Linked DNA regions of Mus musculus: regions 1, 2, 4 and 5 are each linked to region 3. Evidence: chromatin contacts called from public promoter capture Hi-C and targeted proximity ligation data. All regions are on one chromosome and are shown on one strand. The core of a region is the stretch at or near the end of the contact, and the rest is flanking DNA. Distances in the headings are between cores, read along the strand shown. Region 1 holds the start of Zhx2 (zinc fingers and homeoboxes 2). Region 2 holds the start of Derl1 (Der1-like domain family, member 1). Region 3 holds the start of Taf2 (TATA-box binding protein associated factor 2). Region 4 holds the start of Tbc1d31 (TBC1 domain family, member 31). Region 5 holds the start of 9130401M01Rik (RIKEN cDNA 9130401M01 gene).

Region 1 (3,759 bases), core at 923-3,422, 2.6 Mb after region 3:
TTGCTCAGCTTGCTTTCTTATACCACCTGACCCGGAGTAGACTGCTCCTGCTCACACATCAACCAAGAAAATGCCCCATAGATATGCACCACAGGCCAATTTTGTGTAGGGAATTCTTCAATTGAGGTTGCCTCTTCCCAGGTGACCCTAGATTGTGTAGAGTTGACAAAAAAAATCACCAAACTCAGTTAAAGATCCCCAAATACTGGTGTTGGATAAAAGTTGACAAGACTCTCAGATCATAGGTATCAGATGAGTCTGAGAAAGTCAGGGCACGATCCGGATTATAGTCACCAACAAAGATCTGAATGGAATCCTCCTAAGAACCCCGTCGGATTTTGTCTCTCGTAAGAAAGGAAGCACTAAAGCCAGTCCACAGTCAGAATCCGGTTTTCTGGGCTTTTAAACCTATCTAGGAAGAAAAAGACAGACGGACAAAGACGAGTGGGGGGCAGGGAGAAGAGAGAGGCAACCCCTCCACCCTCAGTTAGCAATAACCCAACTAAAGCTGGAAGGCAAGTAAGAAATTTAGCATGCGCGCTGATTTAATCTTAAATAGAAAAAAAAAAAACCTAATACGAAAGAAAAATGCCAGCAGAGGCTCCCTAGAGCCGTGACCATCCATCAGCCCCCAAAACCAGTCTTCCTCTAGACTAAGTCATCGCCATTGGCCACCCCGCAGTACACAGCCACCTGTTGCTGTCCTGGCGCCCCGAGCGGAGTCGCAAGCGGCCGCTAGAGTTCGTTCTAATTCCCCGGAGCAGAGCTGGCTGGGAAGCCGGAATGCGATGCGCCTGCTAATCCGCAGGATGGGAGGCAATTCCGCAGTCTTCAAGTCCCAAGCCCTCTGTTTTCTCCAGTAACTCCTAGTGTCAAATCTGGGTCCCAGAGTTAGCCTCCACCCCCTACGGTGGGCTCCAAGAGCGCTCACACCCAACAAATTCCCAAACGCCCCCAGAATCTGCGAAGGGGGAAAGGGTCTCTGAGAGCAAGAATGCACAACGCTGACAGGTTGCTAGGTCCGTCATCTTCCCTCGGATGCTCCCTTAGAGAATTTTAACCTTGCGTGATCGCCGGAGCACAGCAGCCGGGTCTCTAGTTCACGGTTCCCAGGGCTGCAAAGGGCAGACACCACACACACACACACACACACACACACACACACACACACACACACGCACGCACGCAGATGGAGGGCTCGTTTGGAGACCCCTCTCGCCGGGAACGCGGCTGTCCCAGCTCCGAAAATGACCCGTCTCGCTTCTGGGGGACTCCAGTGTGCGCGCTGCAGGCGTGTGCATTTTCCCGAAGCTGAGAATCGCTGTGAATTCGGGCCACACAAGTTTGAGTCAGCTCCCCGGGTGTCTTTGTTTGTTTATGGGTTTGGAGGGAAAAAGTTTGAAGATCTTTAACCAGACTGAGCTCAGGCGCAAGCGGAAATCCCCAGCAAAAGTGATCTAACTTCAAGTGGTTATGTAAGTGGGGCGCCTTCTTCCCCGCCCTATTCCCAAGCCCTCTCATTACTATTCCGGGAGTAAAACGCATCTCGATTTAAAAAAAAAAAAAAAAGAAAGAAAAAAGTTTTAAAGTATGTTGTTATTTTCTTTTGCCAGAAGGCGGGCGAAACTCAAGCAGAGCCCAGGGCGCGTGACGACCCCACCCGCGTTCTGCCCCCACGCACTGCAGAAGGACCTGGAGTCTGGGGTGTTGCTGGCGCCGGGCAAGCCCTAGCGCCCTGCGGTCTCACGGTCCGCCACTCCACGTGGTGAGGATCAACAGTTTGTTGAGCTCATCAGTGACACCTTGAACTTTTCATAAAGAAAATGGGTATTGCACCGAGAGGGTTTGGCCGCGGCAGCGCGCCGGGTCGTGCTCAATAGTCAATGATCTCGCTTGCGCCTCCCCCACCTCTTCCCGCAAAAATTCCAATGAGTCCGTTACTGGACTCAGACTTTTAAGCACTCCCCCCCCCCCAACACCCGGGATGACCACTCATCTGAGCCTTTAGGGGCAGCCTCCCCCCACCAGCAACTCCCTCCTAAAAATGACATTTTGCCGAAGTCTGCGGGGGGGCCTGAATTTCACTTTGTAACTTTCTGCGGAACCCGAGCCCGGGTGGCAGCTCCGGTGGTGGTATCGTATGCAAATACGCATGCTGACGTTACAGATCATGTGGGTTTTGGCGTAGATTCCCCACTGATCGAGGCATTTTCCCCCTTTTTTTCTTTTTTCTTTTCTTTTTTTTTTCTTTTTCTTTTCTTTTTTTTTTTCTTTTAAAAAATTCGATCAACCGTTCTCCGTACCGGGGCTTTTTTCTGTCTATCTGTCTGTCTGTCTGTCTGCCAGGCTGGCTTTCCCCCACCACCACCTCTTTCCCACGGAGCCCGAGTCGGGCGCCGGGTGGGGAGTGGGGAGTGGGTGGGGGGAGCCAGCAGAGTTCCATTTTGGAACGCCCGTGCCTCGTCTCCGCGTTCCCAGCCCGGGTCCCCGCGTTCGCAGCCCCGGCGCAGGTAAGAAACTTCGCCCCGGCGCGGAGCACCCGCAGCGGGCACCGCCAGCCCGGAGCCCGACACGCCGGGCGCCCGCCACTCCAGCCCAACTTTCCCACCGCCGCCGCCGCTCCCGAAAATGTGTTGTTAATGGGACTTGGCCGGGTTAGGAATGGGGGTGCGCGGGAGGGGGGTGTTCAGGCTTTTTTTTTCTTCTTTTTTTTTTTTTTTTTTTGAGGGTGGGAGGAAATCCGCGGTTTCGGGGAGAGGAGTACGGAGATTTTTTTTTTTTTTATGAAATAGTTTTGATTACAAGTTTGGATAAATGGAAGCCAGACCGAGGAGGAGGAGGAAAAACATGTCTACGTTTCCCTATGTCGACATAAGCCACAAAAAAATATGGCGTCCGCTTTCGACAGGGCGTTACGTAGACTCGACTCTGTTTTTTATTTATTTATTTTGTGGCCGGCTTCCTGCCTTCTTGGCCAAACTGCGGCGCTTTGTGCAAACCGGGCAGGTCCCGCGGGGACTCCACCGGGACGTGGCCCCGTCTCGGCGCTTTTTGGAAGCCTGGGGGCTGCGTGTGGCTGCACCCCTCCCTCCCCCGCTCTCCCCTCTGCTCCCCTCTCCTGGTGACGATTCGCCGTAATGTGGTGGCAGGAAGCATGACGCCGTGTTGAGGCTGCCTCTCCTCGCGTCGCTCCCGGTGGCTGCAGGCGGCCGGCGCGCAGCGCGGCGCGGGCGGCGGGCGAGGGACCTGCGGGCAGGGCCTGAGTGCGGCGCTGTGCCCACGCCCCGCTCAGGTGCGCGGGGAGGGGGATGCGGGGGACGCGCGGACCCCGGGGGCCCTGCTGTCCCTGGCCTGCCGGGACCAGCCGGAACCCGGGTCTCCCGCCTAAGTGGCCGTGGCGTTTTCCAGTCTGCCCCACAAGAGGTTAAGCATTGCTGGCTGGCGTTGGAGCGTCTTTGTGGCTTCCCCCAGGACTTGGGATCCTGAGCTTTGCAAACTTGCCCTTTCCCTAGCAGCTTTGCAGGAGACCAACAAGCTCGGAAAGTTGGAAAACAGGAGCATCACAGGAACGTCCCTTTGGCCCCCTAGCTGTACTGTGCTCTGAAGGTGGTGGAGGAGGATGAGGAGAGCTTATCCAACGGGGTGGGTGGAGGAGACCTGTCGCGGCAGCCAAGTCGTGATTTGCCCAGACTTCCACCTGATTGATTGGCTTCAAAGCTAGTGGGGTCTCTGTGTTCCACTGTTCCGCGAAGGCCTTTT
Region 2 (3,744 bases), core at 923-3,422, 2.8 Mb after region 3:
CAGTTTACTATTAGTTCTTTCTGAAAGACTGGGTCCAAAAGCCAGACTCAAAGACATTTTCAAGTGTTCTCTTAGATTTTTCGGAAACACTGGTACCTTGAACGATGTCCTTAGCAGTATGCCTCCCTCTGTTTTTCTCATAGGATCAGGAACCTCTGTCCTATTTGCCGTTGTAGACAAGGGCCCAGCACATAGCAAGCTCCCAGAATGTCCACGAACTCAGGCAATACACAAGCAGATGCTATGTGCCCAGCACTCATCTAGGTTCTCAATGGGAAGTGAACTAGCAAATACCAGCAGGTGGCATGTCGCAAGAAAAAGGGAAGGGAAGGGAACAGTGAAGGAGGAACACTCTGATGGACAGCAATCAGAGAAGGCCTACAAGGGAAAATGGCATTTGGGCAGAGACCTGAAAGACACACATGAAAGTGAATGAGCCATGACTACCTTTTTCAGGGAGAGAAATAACATGTGCAAAGGTCCTGGGGTCAACTTAGGTACTGCAACAGCAAGCCCTGGCACGGACTTTACCCATCCCAGTTCACAGATATGGGAGGAGTCTCAGGAGACTGACAGGACATGATTTCTGTTCTCACACGATTGCCCCGGCTGCTCAGCAAGAACAGAAAGAGCAAAGCCGGCATGCTAACAGCTTTCGATGGAGAAAGGCCTGGATTCCGAATAGACAGCTGAGGCAGAATCAGCTGTCTAAGCTGACAGATTCTGGGGTGGGGAAAAGAAGTCAAGAGGCCATACAAGATGTGCATCTCGATGGCAGAGCACTCAGCTAGCACGTGCTATGCTCTGGGTTTGAGTCCCAGCACTAAACAGGAAACCCAAAAAAAGAACTCAGGGATGTCTCTATGACTGCTAAACCCCCCTAGCAAACACAGTTGCTATTTGCAAAGATGAAAGGGAGATTTGATTATATGTCTACTGGTCACCAGGTGGTGATTTCCACCACTACAATAAAGATACTCACATATCCGACAGTCTCCCATTCATGTGTTTATGCCCCTTGTATGATAAAGATCTAAGTCCAAGGGATGGACTACAGAGGATCCTATAACGGACTCCAAGAGCATATCCCAACATCTGGGTGAGGAAAATGAGAAATCAGCAAAGGAGACGAGAAAATAACATCCAGTGGAAAGTAGAAAGAGAAGGCTAAGGAATGTGTGGAAATCCAGATCTAATATAATCTGAGCGTCCCCTGATTAAATTTTTATATCACAGAATCAATAAAAATAACCTCTAGGAAACTAACATTCTTTGGCTTAGAATGATAATCTTGACTAATATCCTTAATGCTTAAGAAAATTAGTATCTCCCGTTTCCTGAGTAGTTTATTCATTCACTGGTAACATTTAACGGCTATATGCCAGGTGATCGGATAGGGCCCGTAGGAAATACAGATAAATTAATTCTTATTAATATCTGCCTTTACACCACTGCTTTAGGGAGGAGAGAGAAACTGTAAACACGCTAACAACCCACGCAGAATTATGTCAAGTAGACACCACTGATTAAGATGGCATCGCCACCCACGACATAGATAGAAGGAGGGAGGAAGACATTCAGGTAGGTGGGCCCAATTTGCCAACAGAATGGCAACTTACCTCTCACTTCAGAGTGCGGAAGGCGGGAAGTACAATCTTGCCAGACAGGTATTGTGAGTCACGTCCTAGCAGGCCAGTCCGCGACTCTAAATTATCTAAGCCTTAACACTCGACCCCAGGACCTCCCGGGACCCAAAGGACCCCAGCCTTAAACCCCTGGAGGCGGACGCACTACAGATCCCACCAGCCCCAGCGCGCCCCGCAGCCCGGCGAACCCGTTCCGTAGCCGCGGGGACACCTGGGGGCTGTAGTCTCCACCGCCCTACGCCAGCTACTACCTGGAAGCGATAGAGGAAGGCTTCGGGCCAGAGGAAGAAGTAGGCCGGGCTGATGATGCCGAGCTTGCCGATCAAGGGGACAGCAACGGTGGCAGCAAACCAGTAGCGCGTGATGGCCGGGATGCTCCTGAACCAGTCCCCGATGTCCGACATGGTCGCCCGTCAGGTGACCGGCTGCGCAGCGCCGCGCGTCCTCCCGTGCCCACCCCGCGCTCCGCGGCCGGCTTGGCCAGGGAAAGTGGAGGCGCAGCCGCTGTGCAGGAGGCGGAGACCGACGGACGTGGCGCCACCGAATTCGGACAAGCTAGGCAGCGATCACAAGAGAAACTTCCCCTTCCGGTGGCCGCGGTCCACGTGACCAGAAGTGTCCCGGCGGCTTAAAGGGCCAGTGCCGTTTTTGCAGCTCAGTACCGGGACTCGACGTCCTGGGGTGGGGCCAAGCAGGAGAGGCGGGGCGACGACGGCAAGGCTAGTAGGAAACAGTGGTTACCCAGAGCAACGGCCAGTCTTGCAAACCAATGGGGAAGCTACATGCCCTAGTTCTCCCCGGAGTTGTAATCGGAGTAGTGCCTCTTGAAGAGTATTTATTTAAAGGGAAAGGAAGAGATAGCGCATATAGTTCCTCATTTAGTCACAGCTTCAGGCAAATTTTTAGACACTGGGGATGCAGCTGCGGCTGTGAGCACGGTAGCGGTACCTGAACTTTGCAGTCTCAGGGTAGACAGAAAAGCAAATGAGTTATGAAGAAGAATTTCAGAGGATACGGGAAAAGATTAGGATGATGGGGGGGCTAGAGTGGCAGCGGAGGACTGGGAAATCTTGAGACGCATTTGAGACCGCATTTATAATTGGACATGATCTGGTTCATTGGGGGGCTTTAAATTAGAAATGAAGATGGTTGTTTTAAACAAATGGTGGAAAGATACCGATTTCACTAGAACTTTTATTCAGTTGCTGGTTTTTGTTGTTGTTGTTTTGGTTTGGTTTTGTTTTTTTGAAAATATGGTTTAGGATCAGTAAAACTTTCCGTAAAGAACATAGGTGTAAACTGACCTGTAGTAAACTAAGTATCTGAACTTACTGCAATCAAAGAGATTGCTCACCAAAGAACCCTGGACCCATTTCTCTAAACAAAATCCAAAATCATCATTATTGGATGGTGGAGGGAGAGGAACTGTCGGCCAAACTGGAAGAGGCAGTGCGTTGTAAACACAGAGCTGAGGTGTAACATAATTACCATCAGGTCTGGACAATAAGAAAAGAAACAGACTCGGTGTTCTCAGATCGGGAAAAAAAAATTCCTCAAACTTAAAAAATGTGAAATTTGGGCTCTGGAAAAAAAAATTATTTAACGTTGTAAAGGAATTGAAAATCTTAGGTCCAAGTGGCCCACGTGACTCACATCCTCCAGGCAAAGACGAGGTCCATGTGCATTTCCACATACTTTCCAGTGCTCCATTATTTCAAACACTCTAGAAACACTGGCGTTTATACTGTGACAAACCACTTCTTAGCAGTACCTAATGTTGTGAAAGTCACTTCATCTCTCTTTGGGGTCCTTGCCTTTAGAAGGACCTGGTAACTGGACGGTAGAGATGGCTCACATGGGAATGCACCTCAAAATGAGACATCCACATAAAAGCCTAGGAAGGAGTCCAAGGTAGATGTGGGGGAACAGGCAACCCCACACTCAGAAAGCTTGAGAGCAAGAGTTTCAGGACATCCCAAACTGCATAGCAAGATTCTGTCAAAAAAGCAGAAGGAAAGAAGAAGAAGAAGAAGAAGAAGAAGAAGAAGAAGAAGAAGAAGAAGAGGAGGAGGAGGAGGAGGAGGAGGAGGAGGAGGAG
Region 3 (3,793 bases), core at 589-3,088:
ACAATGTCCACCAGAGGCTCTTTTGCTGGGCTACATGTAGGCAGTAGCTTTGTTCTTCTACCAATACGTTATTTACCCATTTTCCCTTTACCTGTATACACTCAGCTCCCTCATTCATAAAATTTGGACTGAGGGGGCTGGAGAGATGGCTCAACAGTTAAGAGCACCCACTGCTCTTCCAGAGGTCCAGAGTTCAATTCACATGGTAGCTCACAACCATCTGCAATGGGCATCCGATGCTGTCTTCTGCTGTGTCTGAAGACAGTGACAGTGTACCCACATATATGAAATAAATATGGCCAGAGCAAGCAGGATGGGGGGGGGGGAAGAGCTGGGACTTAAATCTTATCTGTGTCAAGAGATTACAGTGAAGAATCAATGGGTTAATATACATATCCCTTAAGGAATGTCTTATAGCCGGGCAGTGGTAGTGCATGCTTTAATCCCAGCACTTGGGAGGCAGAGACAGGCGGATTTCTGAGTTCAAGGCCAGCCTGGTCTACAGAGTGAGTTCTAGGACAGCCAGGGCTATACAGAGAAACCCTGTCTTGAAAAACAAAAAACAAAACAACAACAACAACAAAAAAGGAATGTCTTATAGACAAGAGCAATTCAACTAACACAGTATAATTCTATCAATCACGTTGACTCTAATAATGCTAAGCTTCACTGAGAGGTATCATGAGTTTCCTATACTGCTGAAGTAAAAACTTAAATTACAAATACTCCCTAATGTTTTCACGTTCTATCCCCAAATAGCAATGTGTGACAAATATTCCAAATGACACTCCATAAATGAACAGCTGAATCTAAGACTGCTATGACTACAGGCTGTCCTGTCTAATGCACAATGTGAAGGTGTTTGACTATAAAGACTTCCTATTGCACAATATACTTAGCATATTTGAACATTTTAATCAGGAAATGGGAAAAGGTGGGGAGAACAGAGAACAGCATGTATAGCAAACTAGACTTGAATTCTTATGTCTTATTCTGGGGCACCATATAATCTGGAAGACTATAGAATCCCCCCCAAGAACTGTGAAAGGCTGACTTATGATGACCGGGAGTGATCTTACCACAACTGATTTTCGCTGGAAGTTTATGTTGTTGATACAGACGACCTGATGGGTTGTATATATAAAAAAAAAGAAAGAAACGACTATTATTATATGAAAGCATAAATCTAAGTACGAATAGGGACTATATACTGAGCCGCTCAAAAACCACACAGTAGTTTGTCTTCGAATTCTACAAAATGAGTAACCTGCTTATTTTAAATCGAGCAACAGCCATGAAAAGGTTTGTCTTGACAAAAAAATATAGCGGTACTTTAAGAAAGGTTTATGAGCCCGTGGGCGGGGAAGGAGTATGCTGAACAATTATTCAAAACCGTTTCACCCTACAAACATCATGTCCCCTGGAGTGGGCTCTAATTTCCCACTAGTTTCCCGGACTCATCAAGTCACTCACAGAATCAATGAAAACAAAATCAGAGCAGGGCGAGAAACGGAGTAGGGGAAAGGTACTTATAATTTGTACGGCCGTGGGCTTTCGAAGCCCTTGTCTCCTTTCTTCCTGTTCATCCTGGAGGACTCTAAGCCGGTGGGCGGCATGAAGAGCTCCTGCGGGGCTCGCCTTTCAGGCTGCACGGGGCGCTGCAGCGCATTCCCGGTAGCGGCCCGTGCACCCGGAGCGCCTAGCCACCCGTCCTCCGCCTCCTGTCCCCTCCCCGACCACTCTCAGCCGCCTCCGCCCGGCCCCTGTCACACAGATGAGCCGCGCTACAGGAGCTCTAAGCGGCCGCCGCCGCCTGCGGACATCTTGCCGGTCACCTCTGACCGGTGACGTCAGAGGAAGTGGCGCGGCCGCGGAGGCAGAACCCGGAAGTCTTGTCCGGGCGTGAGTGGGCGGGGTTTGCACGATAAGTTTGGGATTTCTCGTCTGGCTTTTCTCCTTTGTCTCAAAACTATTTCTAAAATTAAGAGAGCAGAGGGAAGATTTACTGGGTGAGAAAAGGAAGATGGGGAAGGAAGGAAGGGACGTTAAGTGTTAGGCGAATCGTGCTTGTGGAAGACAAGAAGGGATGGAAGGGGCGAGGGACTAGGACCTAGTAATGGTCCCGAAACCATTGCTGTCAAGAACAAACTCACCCATTTGGACCTTGTGGTTTAAACTCCAAATGTGTAATCAGACCGCAGGGAACTCTCAAGCCAGAAGTCCCATGGCCTCCGTATTTGTCTTATGAATTAACAGATTTTCTTTTTGACATTTTTGAAGCTGTGGATTTTCTATTCTTGAGGGTTAAAGATGCAAACCAATGTCCGTTAATTCCGTTAGAGTATTGTCCATTAACATTTTCCCACCTGCACAGATTTCACTCCACCTATCTTTTTTACTCCTGACAAGGTCGTTAGCTGACTTTAAATTAATTTGAACTTTTCGTCTAAACAAAACCAATTAGGAAAATAAAGCCATAACTTTATTAAACCTTCCAAAACTAGACTTCGTTTTTCCCAATGAACATTTATTTATTAAACCCACACAAAGTAAAGGCAGAGCTCATAAATGGCTTACACAATCTTTATGCAGGACCACTTCCTCAAGCGTTCTCATTTGCTGGGACCATCGTCAGACTTATAATTTTTTACAATTCCCTCAAGGTAGCAGTAGGCTTGTTCCAAGTTGCAATCTTCTCAGAAATGCAGGTGAATGAAGTGCAGTGATAATCATACCCAGTGGAAACTGTTGTTTTAAAGATAGACTGGGGGGGCTGGTGAGATACCTCAGTGGTTAAGAGCACCGACAGCTCTTCCAAAGGTCCTGAGTTCAAACCCCAGCAACCACATGGTGGCTCACAACCATCCATAACAAAATCTGATGCTCTCTTCTGGAGTGTCTGAAGACAGCTACAGTGTACTTACATATAATAAATAAATAAATAGATAGATAAATAAATAAATATTTAAAAAAAAAAAAAAGAGGGCTGGAGAGATGGCTCAGCGGTTAAGAGCACTGACTGCTCTTCCGAAGGTCCTGAGTTCAAATCCCAGCAACCACATGGTGGCTCACAACCATCTGTAATGAGATCTGATGCCCTCTTCTAGGGTGTCTGAAGACAGCTACAGTGTACTTACATATAATAATAAATAAATCTTTAAGCAGGAGTGAGCAGGGCCAAGCTGAAGTGAGAGAGGTCAACCAGAGCGAACAGAGGTCCTAAATTCAAATTCCCAGCAACCACATGACAGCTCACAACCATCAATACAGCTACAGTGTATTCATATACATAAAAAATAAATAATAAATAAACTTTAAAAAAAAAGATAGACTGGGGAAAACTTGCTTTTTTTTTTTCCACGGAGGTGCCAATCTGCTAAAAATCTTTGCTCAGGAAGCTGGAAAGTAACATAACCATCTGTGGTCTCACTGGCTTCTTCTAGAAAGGTGGATGCGACTGTCTCAACATCACTACAGGACACAAAAGTCCATATAAATATAGATACACACACGTATGGTTGACAGGCCTGTGGTCTGGTTGAATCGCTGTTGGGGTCAATCCTTAGGCCAGTGGCTCTCAATTTGTGCATCATGACCTTTTGAGGGGTCAAAAGACTCTTTTGACAGGGTCCCGTAGTAAAATGTACAGATGTGCACATCAGATAGTTAGGTTCCAATTCATAACAGCAAAGGTACAGTTATGAAGTCGCACTGAAAATAATTTTATGGTTGAGGTCAACACACGAACAGTATTAACGGGTTGTAACATTAAGAAAGTGGAGAACTGGCAGGG
Region 4 (3,674 bases), core at 811-3,310, 2.8 Mb after region 3:
ATGCCTCTCTTTTGGCTTTCCTCTTACTTCAATTTCCTAGGAAATAGGGATAATAGTAGCACCTATCTGTGGCAAATCAAATTCTTTCCCCTCTCCCCTCATATATGTCTACATACTACTCGAAGTATGCGTGAAGCCTAGCAAACATATACATAGACAGACAGACAGACAGACACGCACACACACGTGCGCACATGCACCAATCTTTGAAGATGTAAGTTAAGGAGTTTCCGGCTGGTGAGATGGCTCAGCAGCTAAGAGCACTAACTACTCTTCCAAAAGTCCCGAGTTCAAATCCCAACAACCACAAGGTGGCTCATAACCATCCGTAATGAGATCTGATGCCCTCTTCTGGTGTGTCTAAAAGACAGCTACAGTGTACTTACATATAATAATAAATAAATCTTTTTTTTTAAGTTGAGTTTCATCTAAGAATATCATTCTGGACTATTCTTGTGAACCCTAAATCCAACTGTAACTGTCCATAGTAAATGGCAAGTCAAGCTCTGAGACTTAGAGAGAACCTTGTGAGATACCGACTCAAATAGCCTTGCATGAGTGCCCCAAAGGGAACAGGAGACAGAAGCAGGTGTGGGTCAGAAGTGCGGCTGATCTATGTTAATGAGGGAGCAGTTGTAAGAAGCTTACTGAAGCTGACAAAGGGCAGAGGCTATGTTACAAGTGTCATTACAAATAAATAAATAAATAAACCAAGTACCATTACATGCCTCATTAACAACAAGAAGGAAAGACATACATACACATCGGATAAGTCTTTGGCAGAGCCTGACTATGTCTGGATACACACCTTAAGTCTCAGGAGTCATACACACATCAGATGACTACAGCTCAAAACCGATCAGGAGAGAAAGGTCCTTTCCTAGCAGTGTGGTGAACTCAAGTCGTGTTCCCTTAAAAATATTTACACTCTCTTTTGAAAACCTCATTTAATTTTTACTTTAAGATTTTTCATTTATTTTCATATATGAGAAAAGTAAAGAGATATTTGCAACAAACAAAAGGTGGCTATCCCAGACAAAGAAGAAAATCTTTGTTGCCAGACTCTGTTGACACGGAATGTTGAGAGAATACATTTCTGGTCTTTTCATTTGGTTTTTGGTTTTTCGAAACAGGGTTTCTTTGTGTAACTCTGGCAATCCTGGAACTAGTTCTGTAGACCAGGCTAGCCTGACCTCATAAGATCTGCCTGCTTCTGCCTCCCAAGTACTGGGATTGAAGACGTGTGCCACTACTACCTGGCATTATTTCTGTTTTATACGCCAAACGTGGACCGATTTCATTAGAAATCGACTTGCAACTTCATACATCACTGAAGTGGAGTTAAAAGTATTATCTAAATTGCTTCTCTGTGAATTAAGTGCGTTGGCCTGTTAAGCACGCGGGACAGCCACACGTAGTAAGCACTAAAGAAACACTGAGTGAATTTTGCTAAGTGAAAAAGATTTCCGATGCCAGTGCAGCTGGTTCTTGACGTTTTTTTACTTTTCTAGATTATGAGGAGTGGGTTGCAAACCATAATGTGGGAGCATCTTGTAAATTTACGCAATTAAAGCGTGATGAGTATGGCAAAAAATAAACAAAAACAAACCAAACAAAGCGGAATTCATTTAGGTCTGTGGAGTTCTGCCGTGCCTGTAAGTTCTAGGAAAGGAACTCCTCCATTTCTCAACGAACTTGTCTTTTGCATCTTTGTTATTTCTATAAATCTCTTATTCTAAACGCAATAGAGAACGAAATGCAGGAGGCAGCAAGCTCTCAGGAGAAAAACACTTTTGGTGTCTGTTTGAGCCTATAGGTGTCAGAGAATTGAAGTCCCAGACTTGGTTTTCAGAAAACTACAACTCCCTGAAGCCTTTGGGTCGCAGAATTAGAAGCCTCAGAAAAGGGGTGGAGTCTAGAGAGAAGCCGTTGGTTGTTTCCATTGTCCAGAGTGGAGGGACCACAAGAGCGGAGGTGGGCGGATCCCCGTCCTGATTGGTTGTAACTAGAAGGGGCGTCCCCCGCGTGATTGGCACAGTCCTTGGGGGCGGAGACCCCGCGGCGGCCGCTCGAATTTCCCGGGTTGGGCGCGCGGGGACTGCTGGGTAGCTCTCGGGACGGTTACCCTCACCGGGTCAGCCGCGGATCGGAGTCGGGGTAGGGGTCGGGGTTCGACATGCAGAGCACTGACCTGGGCAACAAGGAGAGCGGCAAGATATGGCACCGCAAGCCATCGCCAGCCACTCACGACGGGTGAGGCCGCGGGCTGTGGAGACCGACGAGGGGGCGGGTCTGCGGGAGACTGAAGTGGGAAGCGTGGAGGAGGAATGCTGGCCCGGGGATTCTGACTCTGGCCGTGCGCTGCATCCCTGGGTTGGGACCTCAGGAGGAGCAAGTAGCTCCGGAAACCGTAGATTGCAGTTGTCCCAGAATCTGGTCCCTGGTCACGGTGAGAGGCAGGCAGGAGAAGGCTCTACGACTTGTGCAAAAGAATTTGCAGTTCAGCTGAGTGCCAGGACTCCACCTGCTTTGATTTATTAATGTCTATTCCAGTTGGGGGGAAAAAAAACTCCAGGAGGTGATGGGAGCAAAGAAAGCAATGCACATCTACCTTTCCAAAAGCCGATGCTCTCCATCCTTAAGTCATTCATTACATTGCACACCTGTAATGTTGAGAGCCTAGTGTGGGCCAAGCACGCTTTTCACTATGGAACAACGCTGGAACAAACTTAAGTTCTGCAGTGAGTGTTGCAGGGCCTGTCATTGGTGCGGGGACTTTTACCCGCCTGTGCTTCCTTTTATTCTGTTTGGAGTAGCGGGTTTAACACGCAGCCTCTTGTGTGACGTCAGTGGGAGTCTTTGCCCCCTCCCCCATTTGTTTTGGTTCCCATGGTGCCTGCCTAAGCGATCTTGGTGTTTCTGATTACCTACGTTTGCGTGGACTGCATAGTATCACTTGGGTTCATACCTCGAGGTTTGTTTCTCAAGAGACTTTTCTATTTATCTTTTAGTTGCTTCCCTAGAAATCAGACTAAGTGTTTTTGTAAGCTGAAAGCAGTTATAAGTGGATCAGCCACTTATTTGACTAGCCAGCCAGCCACTGTGGTTTCTGGTGGCTGTCCACCCTTTATCAGTGCTATTCACCCGTTGACCTATTGAATAAACAATCTTGTCAATAGTGGAGATTCTTCGGCGTTTTCCTTTCAGCTCGGAAAGCAGTTTTGAGCCAGGACAGCTAAGTTGAACCAGCCAGCAGAGCTCAGAAAGAACTAAAAAGGGTGAGCTTACTCAGCAGTAAGTCTCAGAGGTTGAGAACATTCTAGGTTTAGATTAGGTTGTCCGGAGGCTAGAAGCTTTGGGGACTAGGCCTAGGTTAAGAAACAAAAGGCAGTAAGCCTCCAGGATGACAGTTATATCAGGAGAATAAAAAACGTGTGTGTGTGTGTGTTGATGTGTGTATGTATGTATATATGTGTGTGTGTATGCATGTGTGTGTTGATGTGTGTATGTATGTGTGTGTGTGTGTGTGCATGTGCATGTGTATGTGTGTGTGCATGTGTATGTGTATGTATGTATGTATGTATGTATGTGTTGATGTGTGTATATGCAGGTATGCTTGTAAAGCCCAGAGATTAGCATCGGCATCTTCCTTAAGTGCTCTTCACCTTAGTTTT
Region 5 (3,430 bases), core at 129-2,628, 3.0 Mb after region 3:
AACTGCAGTTTGTCCCCTGACCGCCACACAGTGCCATGGCTCTCTCACCCACACACAAATAAATGAACGTGGTTTTAAAAAATAAAAGTTGTAATGATCACATGTCTATACATGTCAATGACAGATTTAAAAAATAAATAAAAGCACACGGTTTCAACCACAGTGAAGTTATTGGAAATGACATCACCAAGTGCAGTCCAGTGACTCTTAAAGTGCTATCTGCTTTCTTTTAGAGCAATTGAGAGTGAATAGGGACTGACAAAATTGTGCACAAGACGTAGGAAACTGTGATTATGGCGATGGTCCTATTATAAAAATGCTACAAAGGCACACAGAGCACAGGAAATTTTAACTGGAGTCAGGTTTCTGTGCATCCCAGACAAAGATTTGGAGGATCTGAGGACACATCTGTAAGACGACCTCTTCTGATGTAAACCCACTGGACATAAGGTGAGATCCAGATGTAACTACCAAGAAAGAATTAAAAAAAAAGGATGAAAAGCATTCTGCATGCCCAATTTTCCAGCCCCAAAGAAGCATCTCCTATTCTCTTTTACAATAAAACCTGCTGAGGCTGAAGAAAGTCTCTAAATTCTGTTGACTCAGTACAGTTAACATTGTAATAGCTTGGTTGTATTCTGAGAAATACACTTCACTGAGTATCAAGGCTCATCATAAGCGTGCTAAATTAGTGCCTCTCCTTCTACTGGGCCATCACAGTAAGAAAAACTTTGTTCTATTCTTTAAACACTGGGTCACTCGAGACGAGGTATTTGAGCCACCGTTAGGTTCGGCACTCTGCAACCATTTAGTCACATAGCTAGCCATCCCAACTCAACAATAACATATCCAAGTCTCAATACATTACTAGGAAATGATGAAACATAATTAGCTTGGAACTATTTTATTCTTCTAGGCAGCCAGCAGGCCTGCAAGGATGCTACGGCGGAGCACCTGGGCGGGGCTGGAGGCAGGAAGGGGGCGTGTGATGCTAGCCCGGGCCCGCCTGCAGGACACGTGGGTTGAGGGTGGGGGACGGAGACAGACAACCCGAGGGTACAAGAGTGAAGTCGCCGTGCTTGGTTGCAGGGCGGGTGGACAGTGACGGTGGTGGGCCTCGCCGCAGGCCGGCTCCAGAGCGGAGCGGCAAGAGGGGCAGCCGTCTCACCTGCGGCTCGCAGAGCTTGGCGCGGTAGGGGGAGGGCGGCTCGGGCCGGCGCTCCGGCCTCTGCTCGAACACCGAGTCCTCAAATTCGCCGCCCAGCACCCAGCATCCGGTCTCCATCGCGCGGAAGTGCAACTGGACCTCGAAACGAGGCGACACCTAGAGCGACGCCCATCACCCAGCCTCCAAAGCGCGCGACAGCAGCCGCGCCAAGGCTGCCGAGGCAAGGTAGAGTGTAGAGCGGCACCGGCGCGCCGCCCACACGGAAGCGGTGGGTTGTCGGCCGGAGCGTTGCATTCTGGGAGTGGTAGTCTTTCAGCGGCTGGGGATTTCCGTGGTGGAGCAGAAATTCTTGCCTGACTCCAGGGCCTCCTAAACCACCCAACAAAGGTTTTGACCTCTTTGTGTCTAGAGCTGGATAGAGTGAGTTCCTCCTGAGTACCTCGAATAGTCGTGGTCTCTGGAGAGCCAGTTAACTTGGTAAGTATCAGCTTTAAACCACTGACAGTATTCTCCCCATTTTATTTTGCATTTTATTTCTAAAATTTCTTTCCCAATAACTGTGAGAAGAGCCCGGTTATTCTTATCTTGTAAAAGGAGATACTGGGCTTGAAGAAGTCAGGTAACTTGTTCAAAAGCCCAGGGTCTCTGAAGAAGAGACCAGAACTCTTCACGCATTTACTAAAAAAACTAGACATCACAATTTAAAGACTTGGATCAAGGCTAGCAGAATTTTGAGACTTTCAAGAAACGTTTTGACTCTAGAATGTAAAGGTCGTGGACAAAACACTGGCTTGTGTTATAGAGCACTAATGTGGAGCTAGTAATAAAGCTTTTCTATTTGCCCTCACACTTGCTCCTCTTCCACCAGTTGCTTCCAGGGTTTTTCCTTCAGCCCTATTTTCTACTCTACAGACTCGTACAGGGCAACCCAAACCACCTCCCCGGATTTCAAAATTCATCTGCCCTTGGCTCACCAAATGTGGAACTCAGTGCATATTCAATAGCCTCATTGGAAGAGTCCACGCAGGGAGCCTCCAGGCAGTAGCTACTGTGGGATCCATCCAGAGAAGTTCTTTTTTAATACCTGGGGTTTTTGTTTTGTTTTCTCATCAGAAATGCAATACTTCTTATTAAGAAAAATTCAGATATTATAGAGAATTATAAGAAAAGTTCCTAATATCACCAGGAAAAAAATAATGTCCTAAAAAGGGCTATACTTGCCCTAATCCCAGTATGCCCTGTCTATGCCCAGAACTGTGTCAGCACAGTACTGAAGGACTGCAAGAGCCACGTGTGTGTGGCTCTGTTGCCTTGGCTCGCTAGCTGTGTGACCCAGTCTATAAAATGGGTATTGATTAAAATAAGGCACACAAAGCTTTAGAGGTGAAAGGGGTGTCATGGGTGTATTCAAGATCTCTGCTCCAGGAGCGGAGGAAGAGCAGAGCAAAGGCGGGCAAGGAGGAGTTCTTCCAGCTTTTTCTTTATGAAAGATATTTGATCTCAGAATGTCTTCCCTCCTGCTCAGGCCTGCTAGCTCTAGCCTCCTGCCCAACAACTGAACCAGAGCGTGTGCTAAAATGGCAGCAGTTGTTTAAGGGCTGCACGTGGGGAAGTGATAGCTCTTTGCCCTTTGCACTCAAGATTCCTGGGCTCAGTAGTTTCCAACCTTTTGCTAAAAGAACCTCCTTGCTTACTCTACTCCCACAGTCATGGCAGATTTGTCTACAAAAAGAAAGCTATGTCTATTGACTAGTAATTGTTTACCTTTCATTTGAAAATGTGAACCCAAATTTTTTTTTAAGATTTATTTATTTATTTATTATATGTAAGTACACTGTAGCTGTCCTCAGACACCCCAGAAGAGAGAGTCAGATCTCGTTATGGATGGTTGTGAGCCACCATGTGGTTGCTGGGATTTGAACTCCTGGCCTTCAGAAGAGCAGTCGGGTGCTCTTACCCACCGAGCCATCTCTCCAGCCCCCCCAAATCTTATATAACAGCCAAGGCAGGCTTCTCCCAGCTTGAGTCTACCAGCATTGCCTCCTATGATAGAATCCCAGTTGAGAGTGAGAATGTAGCCATTAGGGCCCTGGGAAACCTTATGGATACTGTAATGGCTACTCCTGGTTGTCAGCTTGACTGTATCTGGAATGAACTACAATCCAGAATTGGTAGGCTCACCTGTGATTCTAATCTGGAATCTGGGAGATACAAGTTTCTGACCTGGATCTTGGCAGGGAGATCTTGAAGCATAGTGGCTAT

The links. Promoter capture Hi-C pulls out the DNA fragments that hold promoters and counts their contacts.
Region 1: a contact with region 3 is called in a promoter capture Hi-C map of liver, with 5 times the contacts expected there. A contact is called at or near these places in 4 of 39 promoter capture datasets (hippocampal neurons, liver, neutrophils and 1 more) and 2 of 130 datasets of targeted methods (embryonic forebrain and large pre-B cells).
Region 2: a contact with region 3 is called in a promoter capture Hi-C map of hippocampal neurons, with 8 times the contacts expected there. A contact is called at or near these places in 6 of 39 promoter capture datasets (3T3-L1-derived adipocytes, hematopoietic stem and progenitor cells, hippocampal neurons and 3 more) and 2 of 130 datasets of targeted methods (astrocytes and extraembryonic endoderm stem cells).
Region 4: a targeted proximity ligation map of astrocytes shows a contact between it and region 3, with 8 times the contacts expected there. A contact is called at or near these places in 4 of 39 promoter capture datasets (hippocampal neurons, liver and pre-B cells) and 1 of 130 datasets of targeted methods (astrocytes).
Region 5: a promoter capture Hi-C map of pre-B cells shows a contact between it and region 3, with 10 times the contacts expected there. A contact is called at or near these places in 10 of 39 promoter capture datasets (the 3T3-L1 cell line, 3T3-L1-derived adipocytes, the C10 cell line and 5 more), 1 of 130 datasets of targeted methods (large pre-B cells) and 1 of 9 other capture datasets (liver).

Annotation. Positions count from the first base shown.
Region 1 is chr15:57,692,495-57,696,253 of GRCm38.p6, forward strand. Zhx2 (zinc fingers and homeoboxes 2) reads left to right here and starts at 2,173. Exons shown (of 4, transcript NM_199449.2): 1 at 2,173-2,510.
Region 2 is chr15:57,890,246-57,893,989 of GRCm38.p6, forward strand. It overlaps Derl1 (Der1-like domain family, member 1), which reads right to left and starts at 2,173. Exons shown (of 8, transcript NM_024207.4): 1 at 1,898-2,173. The coding sequence starts at 2,050.
Region 3 is chr15:55,070,314-55,074,106 of GRCm38.p6, forward strand. Taf2 (TATA-box binding protein associated factor 2) reads right to left here and starts at 1,839. Exons shown (of 26, transcript NM_001081288.1): 1 at 1,534-1,839; 2 at 1,080-1,134. The coding sequence starts at 1,616.
Region 4 is chr15:57,910,139-57,913,812 of GRCm38.p6, forward strand. It overlaps Tbc1d31 (TBC1 domain family, member 31), which reads left to right and starts at 2,061. Exons shown (of 21, transcript NM_001081396.2): 1 at 2,061-2,253. The coding sequence starts at 2,177.
Region 5 is chr15:58,032,916-58,036,345 of GRCm38.p6, forward strand. It overlaps 9130401M01Rik (RIKEN cDNA 9130401M01 gene), which reads right to left and starts at 1,379. Exons shown (of 6, transcript NM_029418.4): 1 at 1,169-1,379. The coding sequence starts at 1,285.